Linked DNA regions of Mus musculus: regions 2, 3, 4 and 5 are each linked to region 1. The links are chromatin contacts, called in public Hi-C, HiChIP or PLAC-seq and promoter capture Hi-C maps. All regions are on one chromosome and are shown on one strand. Each heading gives the region's core, a stretch centred on a gene start, on an enhancer-like site or on the middle of the called end of the contact. The rest is flanking DNA. Distances are from core to core; before and after follow the strand shown. Region 1 holds the start of Plxna4 (plexin A4). Region 2 overlaps Exoc4 (exocyst complex component 4). Region 3 overlaps Podxl (podocalyxin-like). Region 4 holds the start of Podxl (podocalyxin-like). Region 5 overlaps Exoc4 (exocyst complex component 4).

What was found. Promoter capture Hi-C pulls out the DNA fragments that hold promoters and counts their contacts. Hi-C and Micro-C count contacts between places; a contact is called where the count stands out from the background. HiChIP or PLAC-seq counts read pairs in DNA pulled down with a chosen protein or histone mark.
Region 2: a Hi-C map of forebrain shows a contact between it and region 1, with 5 times the contacts expected there. The contact joins the enhancer-like site here to the promoter of Plxna4 in region 1. A contact is called at or near these places in 2 of 39 promoter capture datasets (embryonic stem cells and hippocampal neurons), 1 of 484 Hi-C or Micro-C datasets (forebrain) and 1 of 115 datasets of contacts at active chromatin or transcription factors (embryonic forebrain).
Region 3: a contact with region 1 is called in a promoter capture Hi-C map of hippocampal neurons, with 7 times the contacts expected there. The contact joins the enhancer-like site here to the promoter of Plxna4 in region 1. A contact is called at or near these places in 11 of 39 promoter capture datasets (the 3T3-L1 cell line, embryonic stem cells, frontonasal cranial neural crest and 5 more), 1 of 15 datasets of contacts at CTCF or cohesin (embryonic stem cells), 13 of 484 Hi-C or Micro-C datasets (the Ba/F3 cell line, cerebellum, cerebral cortex and 4 more), 8 of 115 datasets of contacts at active chromatin or transcription factors (SST interneurons, astrocytes, embryonic stem cells and 2 more) and 1 of 9 other capture datasets (embryonic stem cells).
Region 4: an H3K27ac HiChIP or PLAC-seq map of embryonic stem cells shows a contact between it and region 1, with 8 times the contacts expected there. The contact joins the promoter of Podxl here to the promoter of Plxna4 in region 1. A contact is called at or near these places in 10 of 39 promoter capture datasets (the 3T3-L1 cell line, the C10 cell line, embryonic stem cells and 4 more), 5 of 484 Hi-C or Micro-C datasets (all in embryonic stem cells), 6 of 115 datasets of contacts at active chromatin or transcription factors (embryonic stem cells, pancreatic cancer cells and stem cell-derived neural progenitor cells) and 1 of 9 other capture datasets (embryonic stem cells).
Region 5: a contact with region 1 is called in a Hi-C map of the N1E-115 cell line, with 11 times the contacts expected there. The contact joins the enhancer-like site here to the promoter of Plxna4 in region 1. A contact is called at or near these places in 2 of 39 promoter capture datasets (the 3T3-L1 cell line and hippocampal neurons) and 2 of 484 Hi-C or Micro-C datasets (the N1E-115 cell line and embryonic stem cells).

What each region holds. Positions count from the first base shown.
Region 1 is chr6:32,586,769-32,589,468 of GRCm38.p6, reverse strand. It overlaps Plxna4 (plexin A4), which reads left to right and starts at 1,277. Exons shown (of 32, transcript NM_175750.3): 1 at 1,277-2,165.
Region 2 is chr6:33,822,422-33,825,121 of GRCm38.p6, reverse strand. All of the region lies in intron 12 of Exoc4 (exocyst complex component 4), which reads right to left. Among named protein-coding and RNA genes, the nearest start is that of Gm13853, 170 kb to the left of the region's middle. Within about 2 kb of position 1,296, at least 56 of the 459 cell types and tissues checked have an H3K27ac peak or open chromatin away from gene starts, as enhancers often do. A contact at or near this core is called in forebrain, where this site is marked.
Region 3 is chr6:31,521,893-31,524,592 of GRCm38.p6, reverse strand. Podxl (podocalyxin-like) reads left to right here. Exons shown (of 8, transcript NM_013723.3): 7 at 121-288; 8 at 1,374-2,700. The coding sequence ends at 1,571. Among named protein-coding and RNA genes, the nearest start is that of Podxl, 41 kb to the left of the region's middle. Within about 2 kb of position 1,397, at least 23 of the 459 cell types and tissues checked have an H3K27ac peak or open chromatin away from gene starts, as enhancers often do. A contact at or near this core is called in SST interneurons, cerebral cortex, hippocampal neurons and 1 more, where this site is marked.
Region 4 is chr6:31,562,616-31,565,315 of GRCm38.p6, reverse strand. Podxl (podocalyxin-like) reads left to right here and starts at 1,379. Exons shown (of 8, transcript NM_013723.3): 1 at 1,379-1,737. The coding sequence starts at 1,668.
Region 5 is chr6:33,762,726-33,765,425 of GRCm38.p6, reverse strand. All of the region lies in intron 11 of Exoc4 (exocyst complex component 4), which reads right to left. Among named protein-coding and RNA genes, the nearest start is that of Gm13853, 230 kb to the left of the region's middle. Within about 2 kb of position 1,270, at least 18 of the 459 cell types and tissues checked have an H3K27ac peak or open chromatin away from gene starts, as enhancers often do. A contact at or near this core is called in the N1E-115 cell line, where this site is marked.

The sequences.
Region 1 (2,700 bases), core at 28-2,527:
CGACCCAAGTGTGCTACCTGCCCGGAAGCTTGTCCAACTTGTCACCTCGAAAGTCTACCGAGGGTATAACTTTGATGTTTGTGAAAACATTACCCCTATAAGAAGGGGAAGGAATTTATACCACTGTCAACCTTTTCCTAGTAAGCAGATTCTGAGAGGTTTTGGTGGGAGGGACAGTTATGCGCAGGAAGTGACTGAGGTTGAAGAAAGTGTCATGGGAGAGTGGGTCAGGAACCCCAAACCATAAGCTCCTGGAGAGGTCTTTCTTTGATGAATGGCTAGTCTTACTGAACTTGGCTGACAGAGCCATTTCCTTGAACTTAGCATGCAGAGTTGGGTAGACAAATAGGTGGGCATCCTTTTGAAAATTGTTTTATTTTTATTTATTTATTTTGGTCGTTGGGCTCATTAACTGGAGGGGGTCTTTGTAGAGATATTCTAGATAGTGCAGCCTCACCTATTTCCCTGCCTGCCAGATGCTCTCTCAATTTAAGCAACCTCTGGATTTCTTCCTTTGGGCTTCTGAAACTATTCTGATGTTGGCAATGTCTGGGTTATGTTTAGGACATGGCCCAGGACCTAGGGCTTCAGAGACAGTGAAGCAAGGTCAGCCTCTGGACAGATCAGGTTACCTAACAAGCTCTGTGGCATTGGCCATTCATTTCTGTCCTAGGACTAGAAGAAACCTTGGGTTTGGGCATCCTCTAGTGCTCTGTGTAGGATTACCTTGGTTGGTGGGGCTGGACAGGGATTCTAGGTTAGGAATGGATGTATGTTTGGCTGGTGTCTGTTAGGAACACCCAGAAGTGCCTCTGACCGCCTGCACCACATGCCTGCTTGGGAGTATGCCCCGATCCAAGTGCACTTGGTGGCACCATATATGCACCACTCTGCCCTGTGTCTCCACCGCCAGGGTGACTCGAGGAAGCCAAGAAGACCCAGGGGGTGTCTGCAAACGTCCACACTGGGGAAGAGCAGGCGGGCCAGTGGCGGCAGCGTGCGGGGAAGCGCCCCCTGCCCCCTCTGCCGGCCGCTCTACCTTGGTCTAGATGTCAGTCGCGAGCTCCGAGCCAGCTAGCGAGCCAGAGAGGGAGCGGCGGCGGCGGCGGCAGCGGCGGCGGCGGCGGCGGGCCGCGGGCGGCGGGGAGGGGAGGAGGCGAGGAGAGGGAGGGAGGAAGGGAAGCAGGGAGGGCGGGAGGGAGGAGAGGAGGACCCAGAGAGCGCCAGGCAGCTGGAGTTTTTGCAGCGCTTGGCCGGGCTTCAATGCACAGCAGCAGCGAGCCGCGGCGGCAGCAGGCAGCCCGGGAGCTCCGGCGGCGGCCGAGCCAGCGGCGGCCCCGCTCCCTGCCCCCTGCAAACTTTGCGAGCAGCCCGCCCGGGGGGCCGGGGACGCGCCTGGGAGGCTCGGCTTGGACTACGGCCGCGCTCTTGGCCGCCGCAGCGCTAGCCGCCGCCGTCGCTGCTACCACCGCAGCTCCGCGCCTCCCCGGGGAGCTGCCGGCGGCTTCCGAGGCCCCCCAGCCCCGGCCCCTGGGCACTGCCCGGCTAGTCCCCGGCCAGGGTTGGGGGCGACAGCGGCGCAGCCAGCCCCGGGCTGCCAGGGGGTGGCCGTCACTGCCCAGGGAGGCGCGCAGAGGATCGGAGAGCGCTCCCCGGCGGGTCCCCAACGTACTCGCCGCCGCGCCCGGGCAGCGGCCCGACCCGGCTAGCATGGGCGGCGCGGAGTGACGCCGCCGTGCCCGCTTGGCATCAAGGACATTCAGCCCGCGGGGGTGGGGACGAAGGGGGGCAGCCCCGCGTCGCCGCCGCAGCCCCTGAGAGCCACCGCTGTCGCTGCTTGGGCTCCGGGGCTGGATGGAAGCTAGGGGTGCTTGGAATTGATCTTCATTTCCTGACCTTTTTGTTGGACATTACGCCCACCTTGGACGCTGCAAGAGGAGCTGTCAAGCCCGGCAGGCTCTGATTTGGCCCCCTCCGTTTTTCTCTGCTGCTCGTGGCTTCCCCGTGCCTCGGTGGAGTATTTGCGTTCGGGGCTGGGGCTGGAGGAGGCAGCCACACGCGCGCACACGCACACGTTCAGAGGAGGGCGAGAGGCAGCGGTACAGGCACCATCTGCAGTGTCAATGCGGCGCTGGGGCTGAAGGAGGGAAACGCCGCGCTTCCAGGTAAGGAGCCGCCGGCCGGGCACAGGGCCAGCTGGGCAGAGCGGGCGGAGGTGGCGAGTCCGGTCCCGGAGTCCTCGCCTGCTCTGAGGCAGCCCACTACACACACACACGCACACACACACACACACACACACACACACACACACACACGCAAAACACAAATCGCGTGCGCGCACACACACATACTCACACACAGGCACACACTGCGCTCACGCACCTGCCCACGTCCCACCTGGACACCCGCGTAGGTGCATCGCAGCCGGAGCAGGGATTTCCCGTGTTCTTCTCCTCTCCGGACCTAGACTTCTCTTCCCCAGGACTTTCAGGGTGGGATTCAGTAAATGACTGACTCTCCTATCCAGCCTGGTAGGATGAGGGAACGATTTTGCTGTTTCTAGCTCCTTTCATTTCCTAACTGGTTTTTATAAGACAGGAGAAGTCATGGGAGGTCTTATGAGACCCGCCCAGTGCAATTGTGCCCCTTAGCTTTTTGGACACCCGGAGATTTTTTGCTTTTAAATAGGAGAAAGGCAGA
Region 2 (2,700 bases), core at 47-2,546, 1.2 Mb before region 1:
CATCCATTCACCCTTCTGCTTTACTGCAATTCTCCCCATTCAGTTTAGCAAAGGCTTCCTCATTCATTCACCAAACATGCCAAGGGGGGCAGCAAGGTGTTACCCCTGAGTTGGATCTGCTATCATCATCCTTTCTCAAGAGTGCTCCTTAGCATTCTGGTATGCTTGGGATCAAATCCAGGGCCCTTTGCATGCTAGTCAAGTTCTACAGCAATTCCACTGAGTTCATGCTAAGCTTGCAGGTGTGTCATGCTGCAAAGTGTCTTCATACTTTAGCATAATTTCTAGCTCCTTTATGAAGACACAGTGAATGGCTGAAAGGTGAGTCCCCAGCTGCTTATAACTCTCAGTAGTATGCTGTGTCTGATATCAATGGAACCTCTAAGTATATAGCAGAGGTTTTATTTGTGTTTTCTACCAGCTTCAACATCATGGTTGTGTGTGTGTGTGTGTGTGTGTGTGTGTGTGTGTGTGTGTGTGTGTGTGTGAGAGAGAGAGAGATTGAGAGAGAGAGAGACAGAGACAGAGACAGAGACAGAGACAAGTGTGAGTACTCCGGCCACTGGAGAAAAATTAATGAACTGATACCAAATTAAAATGAAGAGAAACTTCACAAAAACTGTGAATTCTAAGCATTAAATGACTCGTTGGGGACAGATGGAACTGCTGGTTGAATCTCAGGGCAAAGAGGACAAACATGGGGAGAGAAGCATTTGGCTTAGAGGTGGCACAGTAATAGACAGACTGCCTGATTAGGAACATGGTACATTTCAGAACTCACAACTGGGTTTACTTGAAGCTCCAAGGGGTATGACTAATTAAGGAAAACACTTCTAGTTCTTACTTCCCTTGTAGGGAACATCTGCACCCCAATCACGTGCCATGACATCATTCCAGAGCAGTCTTTCTCTTGAGCACTGTGCTCTCACAGGAGAGATGTCCCTGACCTTTCCTCAGATCTTTAAACCCACAGCTCTGCTCAGGTTCTCCTGAGAGACTGGTTCTCAGCAGAGGGCATTGTGAGCTCACAGATTTGACAGCTTCCATGCAAGATCTGCTGAGAATCACGAGGGCGAAGTCGGACTGCAATGTTTCCCTACTTCCTCCCTCCTCCCCTCCCTAGTGTTATATCATTTTGGATCATTTGAATTGTACATGGCTTTCTATTTAAGTCAGTCATTTGCTGGCAGAAAAACTAGAACATTTCCTGTTTTTCCTCTCACTGTAATCAGGATTTGGTTGTCCAAATTAGGACTGCCCTAATTACTCCTCAGCAGGTGCCAATCCGGGGGAGGGCAACAGACTGGAAGAGAGGAAGTAAGGACACTGCATCTTCAGAGTCACGCAAGAAGAAAACACACGCTCCCTAAACCTGAAAAACCTGATGAAGTCACAGAAACACGCTCCTTGGGGTTGCGTGTGGAGAACGTACACACATGTCCATGTAAAACAAGTATAAAGATGGTTTTCTACTTGGTTGACTTCAAAGGTTTACAGATTTGCTTTTCCCAATCACAGATGAATTTACATTAGACCCATAATTCAGGAGCTGTGTACATCACCCCCAGACAATCATGTGTATGGAATCATCTGGGGAAACAAGAAGTGGACATCTTTGCCTCTGCCTCTTTCTCTGTCTCTCTCTGTCCCTCACTCCCCCCACCTTGTGTGTTTGTGTGTGTTTGTGTGTGTGTGTTTGTTTCCACAGGGTTCAGTCTCCTAGACAAAAGAATCAAGATCATTTTTAGAGTGTCACAGACCAAGAACCTAAAGCAATGGCTGTGTTCCAAAAGAACCAGGACATCGGCTTAGTAGGTAAGTGCTGCCAAGCCTGCTGATCTAATGTCTTTTAGTTAGGGCTCCTATTGCTGCTATGAAACCCCATGACCAAAAAACAATTCGGGGAGGAAAGGGTTTATTTGGCTTACACTTCCACATCATAACTGAAGAAAGTCAGGATAGGAACTTAAAAAGGGCTGGAACCTGGAGGAGAAGCTGATGCAGAGGTCATGGAGGGGTGCTACTTACTGGGTTGTTTCCCTTGGCTTGCTCAGCCTCCTTTATTACAGAATGCAAGGCCACCAGCCCAGCAGAGGCACCATAGTGGGCACCACACCCTGCCAACTACTAACTTAAAGAAATGTGCTACGGGCTTGCCTCCACCCCCTTCTGATGGAAGCATTTTATTAACTGAGGTTCCCTACTCTCAGATGACTTTAGCTTGACATAAAACTTGCCAAATTGGGAGTCCACAGGGTAGAAGGAAAGAACTGACCCCACAAGTTGTTGTCTGGCAATGATATGGGTACCATAGTATGTGCACATGTGTATACCATCCCATACGGTTAATACATATAATAAATAGTAGATGGTAAACACAGGTGTCTTGCGAAATATAAATGCAGAGGAATAATTGAATTCCTAGTCATAAGCATTTACAATGAACAAACTATTCTCATTTCTCCCTAAAACCAACCATTCTACCTGTGCGTAAGATCCCATCCTTACCTACCTCCTCCCAACACAACTTCAGAGTCTCCCTTTGTTTCATATATCAACACTGATGATGGTGGTGAGTCCCTTCTGGTCCACAACAGCTCTCATCTGTCAGCATCTCTCTCTACCATATGGTTCTCACATACAGATCTGTATGTATTCTTCTTTGGAAACAACACACCAAGTATAACAGACCTCCATGTA
Region 3 (2,700 bases), core at 148-2,647, 1.1 Mb after region 1:
GAGGCAGACATATGAACAGGGCGGGTGGTAGGATAGCAGCAGCAGACCCACACAGACTGGAGTGGAGACAAACGGTCTGGACTCCCGTTTTCTGTCACTTAAGTTCTGTGTCTTGGCCAGGCCGGAGTCAGTGACATGAAGCTGGGGAAGGAAGGGCCTCCAGAGGTCAATGAGGACCGCTTCAGCCTGCCGCTCATCATCACCATCGTCTGCATGGCATCCTTCCTGCTCCTTGTTGCTGCCCTCTACGGCTGCTGTCACCAGCGGATCTCCCAGAGGAAGGACCAGGTGAGTGTTTTCTTACTCTAGGTAGCCCAGTTACCCAATGTGTCTCTCACTCGGTCCCTCCACAGGAGTGGGCCTGGAGCCTTCGAACAGGTTCTTGTCCCCGCTGTCAAGCTAGCTTGTCTCTAACGCTGGAGACTCAAATGTGGAAGCAAGAGCAGAAACACTAGGGTTAAGCCGTGTCTGTAAGTCAATGTCTGTAAGTCAATCATAAGTCTACAGCCTTGTCGTCTGCATAGTGGGGATGGTCCCTTGCAGACCTGTTCTGGAGACTTAGGGGATATGATCCCTAAATATATTATATATCATATATGGCCTTGGGCAAGTGCTGCTCTAAAAAAGCTTCTTTCACCCAACCAACTAGAACCACATCTTCTCTGGTGTAGTGGTGGCGTACATTTGTAATGGCAGCACTTGGGAAGCTGATGCCGGGGGATTGCAAGTTGGAGGTCAGCCTGGGCTACACAGCAGGACCCTGTCTCAACTTTACAGTGCTGTTCTGCTGTGGGTCTCCACCCTAGCTGTAAACTAATGAGAGCATTAAGACAGTTCCCACTCCTATTGACCTCGTGCATTGACCGAGGCATGAGTGATGGCAGTGTGTATCCACAGCTGGATCTCAGAGCACAGACTACTGTCTGCACATCTGTAAGGGCCACCCTATTCACCTTGACCACTGAAAAGTCCTGTCAGGCTGCTCTGAAGGAGCCTTGTTTGTTTACTTATTTATTTATGTTGTTCTTCTCTGTTATTTATTATGGAATGATGTAGAAAAACAGAGGTTTTTATGGAGAGGGATGGAGAAGAGAAAAAAGATCTCAAGGACAAAATGTCTTCAGAAATCTCTCTCCATGATGTCACAGACTGCCACGGAATGAAGGTAGAAAGCAGCTGGTAATTTTAGGATATGGGGGAGTACTCATGAGATGGTCAGGCTAGTAGCCAGGGTGGTCTCTGCCCCCACAAGTGAACCACGGGAATTTAATCTGGCCAACTTGAGGTCCCTGGGTTGAATGGGGAAATGTTTCATATTAAAGCTCACAGCACTCCAAAATTGCCGTCTTCCTGTGTTATTGTCCCCATTTTAGCAACGGCTCACAGAGGAGCTGCAGACAGTGGAGAATGGTTACCATGACAACCCAACCTTGGAAGTGATGGAGACTCCTTCTGAGATGCAGGAGAAGAAGGTGGTCAACCTTAATGGGGAGCTGGGGGACAGTTGGATCGTCCCTCTGGACAACTTGACCAAGGATGACCTAGATGAGGAGGAAGACACACACCTCTGATCTGTCTGCTGGCCACCCCAACTGCACTGCAGAGCTCCAGACCACCCAAAGTGCCATTTGGACAGGGAGGGGGAAATCTTCCCACCTGAAGACAGAAAGACTGGGGAGGGAGAATGGACTCCGAAGGTTGTCTCCCTCCTCACAATCCCTACAGGGCCTTAATTTTCCTTTTCAAGTTCAACAAAGTCACATTCTGTCTAGTTCCCTCATGTAAAATAACCTACTTGTGCCTGAGCCCAGAGCAGGAAGGCAGGAGGAAGATGGAGAACGCCATGCGAGTCTCTGGAGCTCCTCCAGGAACGGCACCCTCTCATCTCATAACTGAGGCCTTAAGAGGTCAGGTGACTTGCACGGGGCCACACAGCCCTTTGGTGACAAAGGTTGTTTCCCTCAGTCTGGTGCTTAATTGCATCCAGACACACTACTGTGTTCATCTGTGCCCATTCCCCAAGGCACAAGACACTTGCAGGTGGGCAGGCTGGAAAAGAAAACCAAGCCTCTATGGTCTCAAGGACAGGTCCCCAATTTCCATCTCCTATAACATGGCCTCGGCTAGCTTGTTGTATCCCACCTCTCATGAGTTAGTCTTTAGTCCCATTATTTCCCAGGGCATGGCTTTGAACTTCTTGTTCTACATTCTGATTTCCTTGCCTTTCTTAGTGGGATTGGGACTAAACTCACAGGCCTCACTATCTAATGGAGTCTGCCTAAGGGGTGGGTGGGCAGGCAAAGGCATCTCATGCTCTGATGGCTTCCCCAATAGCTTCCTCATGGCAGCTGATTCTGTACTGAGACTGGCCTATCATTTAAGACACTCCCTAGAAGACACTTCTCAAAAATCTCCTCTGGCCGTCTGCTTCTGCTCCTTTTTTGTTGTTCACTGCTCAGCTGAGTGGGTGACTCCTCAAAACCTAGTGTCACATAGCAGTTGTCTAGGAACAGATATGTCCTGGGGTCCCAACTGGTCCCTGATTGGCAAATGTGTCTCAGTAGACAATCGATCTAACCTACCAGGCATTATTATTATTCCACAGGAAGCTCAGGGACTTTTCAAGTTGCTGAGAGCTTGGGTTGGTGTGCTGTGGTGTGTTGTGTGTGTGTGCGCCAGCTCCTTACTGCCAAAGGCCAA
Region 4 (2,700 bases), core at 130-2,629, 1.0 Mb after region 1:
ATCTGACAGAAAGACTCCGGATTAGCAACCCAGGAGTCATGTGTGACAAATTTTCACCATATCCTTTCCGTGTCAGCCTCCCCTCCCCCTTCAGCTTTGTATCCCGAGATGAGAGTGCCACCTCTGCAGGGGACTCCACTGAGTCTGCAGCCCGCAAAGCCTCCCCGCCTCCCCAAACGAATAGGATGCGAGCTTCTTTGTCCTTTCACAGAGTAAACTCGGGTTTATGAGATTCTCCATTTATGAGATTCTCCAATTCCGATCTCCCACCTCAGGTCTATGGGTTTCTCACGAGCGAAAGCTGCTTCTTTCATTAAGGCTGTTCAAGGTTCTGGCCCTACGCTAAGTGCGTCTCCCAAGCAAGTGTCTCAGCAGCTGTTGGAAGTGTTGTTAGCCTTGTTCTTCGTATGTAAAGAATCAAAGCACTCAGAGTGAGTTAGCCCAACTAGGTTTTGAGCCCAGGTTGGATTTGACGCCGAGGCCCTTAAATCTCCATTGCTGCTTTTTATTCAGCAATATTATTTCTTATGGCTCAATTACAGTATTACGGGCTCTGTGCAAAGTATTTTTCCAGATTAATCTCAGAAGTAAGGCTGCTATTTACCACCTAAGGGATCTTAAACAACTTTTTAAACTATTTTTTTAACTCTATTTTTCTGTCTGCAAAACGAGGCTTAAAAATGTGACTGCCGTGAAGAGCAAGCGAATTAATACGTGCAAAGCACTTAGAACACAGACGCGCACGAATTAAGCGCTGAAATTTTTGCCTTAAAAGAGTCGCATCCATTTGTACATCGGTGGGAGAGGTTAAAAACAAAAACAAAAACAAAAACAAAAACAAAAACCCGTCCAGATGGTACGGGGCTCATCCCGGAGGACAGACTTGGGGACTGCACGAGATCCAGGCACCTGCTGGGCAGGGGACCTGCTTCCCTTGTTCTGCCGCAGGAAGGCGCTGAGGTCTGGGGGCCTGGAAGGGTCGGTTCTTATCGGAACTTCCAGACTGGGGGGGCCTGTGCCTGCGTTGTAAGGGCGGTAGCATTATGGAGGATCCGGGCTGATCCCCTGCAAAAGCAATGTGTAGGACATCCGCGGCATGGATTGATTGTCTGACAGGGTCCCTGGCGCGCGCGCAGGCAAGTATACACAGCGTGAGCACAGATTCACAGGCACACACACACACACACACACACACACACACACACACACACACACACACTCACTCACACACGCACTGCCCGGGACCGCCAGCCCCTGCTCCCCCGCCCGCCGCGCTCCAGGGCGGAGTTTCCTCCTCTGCTTATTGTTCGCAGCCCAGCGCCCGCCCAGCCGCCGCCCCGCCCGACCCCGCCGCCGCTGTGGGCGAGCTCCTGGGGGAGGGGGCGGAGGCCAGCGCGGACGGGACGGGGCGGGAGTCTTCGCAGCAACGTGCGCGGGGCCGCAGCGGCGCAGACACCGCCCGGGCCGCAGACACCTTCGCTCGTCGCTGCTGGCTCCGTGTCCCAGCCCAGCTCTGCGGTAGGCAGGAGGAGCGGCCGGATCGCGACTCCGGAGTTCGCGGCCGTCGCCAGGCCTCCCGGAGCGGCGCCGACGCTCCCGCTGTCCGGACGCGCGACCCTGCGCCAGCGCCGCAGCCACCTGCTCGGAGTCCCCGGGCGAGCACAACCATGCCTCCCACTACGGCGCTCTCCGCGCTGCTGCTGCTGCTACTGTCGCCTGCATCTCACTCCCATAATGGTGAGTGGACAGCCGCGGCTCTGCCGGGACCCCTGGTCATTCCCCTCCGCCCCAAGCCTGGTGGGGCTCCTGGGAAGCCGGCTGCACCGCGTGGTCGGACCGCTTGCAGCCTCTCCCGCGTGGCCGCACGCAGAGTCCTGACCTTGGCACCATCCACGCCCCCTCCAAATTGGAGAACCCCGCAGGTGCGGGGCCAGATCGTGGATTTATTCCTAGTCTTCACTGGTGTAGAGTGAGCCGGAGGTTGTGAGATTGTAAAGGGGGCACTTGGTGGGTTCGCTGGAGATGGGGGGGAAACTTTGGGTTGTGGGGAGGTCCCAGATTCCCGCATGACCACCAGAATGCGATTTCTCTTTCTCGTGTTTGGGGCTACTAGGGGACCGTATTGGGAGGTCGTTGAAACTAAGCAAAGCCGCGGGCAGGGACCACAAGAAGGAGCCCCTGAAACTGACCTCAAATCCCTAAATGCCCACGCGTGTAGCGTACTTCTTGTGCAAGCGCTTTTTCTTAAGCTTGTCCCGGGACGGGTGGAATAAGCGCTCCTTCCAGGGTCCCAGAGCCTGGTTCAGTGGGGTCCTTGCCTTCATGTTGCCAAAGGACCGGATTCTTTCTCAGAGCATGGCCAGGATGGTGGGCCCCTCCCACCCCTTTGTGTAAACAAGAAATTTCTTTCACAAATGAGGTTTGAGTTGTGTCTTAGTAATACCTCGGGCACCCATCTCCCATCAGACCCAGCTTGGAGACGATCCCACTACCTTCTTTCTGAAGGTGGAATGTTACTTTCTGTTTGAGAGGTCAGGCAGTGTCTGCAAACATAACCAGAGCAGGTGTCCCAAAGTCCCTGCCAAACAGCTGAGAGACTCAGCCCAGGAGAGAGAGGCAGGTTTCATAAACGGAGTAGCCTATCTTGAGCAGGTAGCTGCAGGGAGAAAGTAGCGAAGGGAGGCTTTCCAGAGTCGGAAG
Region 5 (2,700 bases), core at 21-2,520, 1.2 Mb before region 1:
AGATTGGATTCCAAAATGCTTTGTGTTTTAAACCCTAGGTTTTTTTTTTTTTTTTTTTTTTAGTGAGGACATTAGAGCCATCTCTAAGAGCTTGGGGGTGGGGAACCAATTGATCAGGCCTCTTTTCAACTTAATGATTTTCATGATGACTTCCAGCAGACCTTAAATGGAGCTAATCTATTTACACTAATAAAGCCGCATCTCCTGTACCAGAGAGTGGAAGAGTGAATGGCAACACTGGCTGTGATCAAATGCCACTCAAAGGCAACGTTCTTCATAGTAACACAATCTCATCTGATGACACAATATGCTGTTGCTGCTATCCATGCATCCCTGGGAAAACAGAAACGGTTACTGGCAGTGTTCTGCTCTATCTGGGAAGATAATAAGTTTGGGCATCAGTGTAATTATCTTCAGCAAATAATTATACTGAAAGCAGCCGTATCTACCATGGCTTGCCTGGGATTCCTGCACCTACCCACCTATCAGTAATGTTCACTTGTAACCCTGTAGACTCCTACAATTCCGACCATCCTGCGTATTTGCTTTAACAGCCATACTTCCTCACTGATTCCCATGGCTAGGTACAGGAGTGAGTTGTGAACCTCTCAGCCCACATCTGCATGGAACGTCATAACGTGACCTAACTTGAAAACAGGTTCTTTGCGGATGAAATTAAAACTTGGGATAGAAATATATAAGATTAGGATGGCCTTAAATCTACTGAAAGTGTCCTTATGGGAGTCAGACAAATGACAGGGACAGGGAAAGGTTATGCTAAGGAACTCTGGTTGTTCCTTAGAGTTGTTTCTTGAACAAGAACAGCAATATCTTCTAGAGCCTCTAGGGTCCCCTCTAGAGCCTTGGAAGAATTGCAGATTCTGATACCTATAACAGTGATGGAGTAAACTATTTAAAGTTTTCAAATATTTATTTATTTGTTTGTCTGTCTGTTTACTGTGTATGTGCACATGTGCACACATATGTATAGTGCAGTGCTTGTATAGAAGCCCAAGGACAACTTGCAGGAGTCACTTTTTTCCCTTAGGTTCTAGAGACTGAACCCTGGTCATCAGTTTTGGGAGCAAATACCCTTCCTTTCCTAGCTATCTTGCTGGCCCCACAGAATTGGCTTCTTTTGTTTCAAGCCACTGTGTTACCCTGCTTTTGCAGCCCTAGGAAACAAATCCACTGACTCGCAGCGCTATGAGCTCCACATGCTGCTACTGATCTCCAGCCAGCAGAGGGGCTCCAGGGACAGGACACGGTGGAGCTACAGCAGCTGCTCTTGCCTGCTGTCAGGCTAGGGTCTAGGGGCACTAGCAAAGTCATTGGGTGTGTGTTAGAGTGAATGCAGGTTGGTGGGGAAAGGAAAGCAGCCTGAAGATCCAGTGGGAGATAGCAGGATGTGAAAGAGCAGTGACAGAGGTCAGAAAGCCATAGAAGGGAGAGCTAAGGAGCAGACAGGAACTGACTTAGAGTGCTCAGTGCTGAGACCAGTCTCATGTGGTATGAGGAAGGAGGTGGAGTATGTTCTACAGTCATTATCCCGCTTAACCATTATTATGTTCCTAGGCCCCCAAAATTATAATTTCTATTTTCCAGAAAAGAAATAGGTATCGAGAGGCTAAATAATTTGGTCACAGTAAAGAAGCTATTAAGTGATATGGCTGGAATTCATTTGTATGCGATTTCAGAGCTTATGTATAAAGCTTGGTTCCCAATATAAAGTTGAGCACTCTATTACAGACTTGACTAGAGTAAATGCCTCAGCAATAACCAGGTTCTCCCTCTCAGGGAAATCACCGATTATAAGCAGCAGCAGTCTTCAGAGAAGTGGTGCTGATCCTGGCTGAATGCTCAGATCATCCGGGCATCTTGCAGGGAGTCCCTCGAGCCTGGCCAACTGATGGCGTGTGGGCAGGGGTACTTTTAGGAAGCTTCCTGGGTGACTTGGATGGGTCATGTTCCTGAGAATCACTGCTCTAAGCCAGCAGGTGGGAGTGGGAAGTGTGGCTGGCTGAGGAGGAGGTGAGAGTTGGCTGTTTGCAGGCAGACTGTAGCTATTTAACTTTTCAGAAGTGACTCTGGCAAATGCTGGGGCAGTGAGGAAAATATAATATGCTTTAAATGTTCAAGATGGCTTACTGTGTTACTCACACAGCTTATGTTTGTTCCTCCAGCGATAGGGAATTTGAGCCTGAGCCTCAGCCGGAGAAGCTGCTTCTGTCTCATATTGCCCTTCCTGAGCCAGAAAACGTGGGCTCCTGTCCTGGGAAAGCACGCTGTAAAATTTGGAAATGTGCTAGACAAGGAAGAAGCTTTTGCCACTGTGGGACATAGTGGGTTTTTTTGTTTGTTTGTTTTGTTTTTTTTTTTCAATGTCTGGGTCAGCATGAAGCAATGTAGAGTATTTCCTTAACATGACTATGGTTGCTCACCACATAAGCACACACAGCATCAGGTCTGGAAAGGCCTGACCCTAAGGCTGGGCGTGGCGACACTGAGAGGCGCTTCTTCAACCTTGGATTATATTAAAGCCATGTTCAGGGCTACTTCAACCCTGGTATAAAGTTCGGGAGTCTGGGTCTCACAAGTTCCCAGGTGAGCTGCACGAGGCTAGGGCAAACCCAAATACACAGACACTCAGATGGTGACATCATACAAGTGCAGGCTAAGTCAGAGGTCTGATGCCTACAG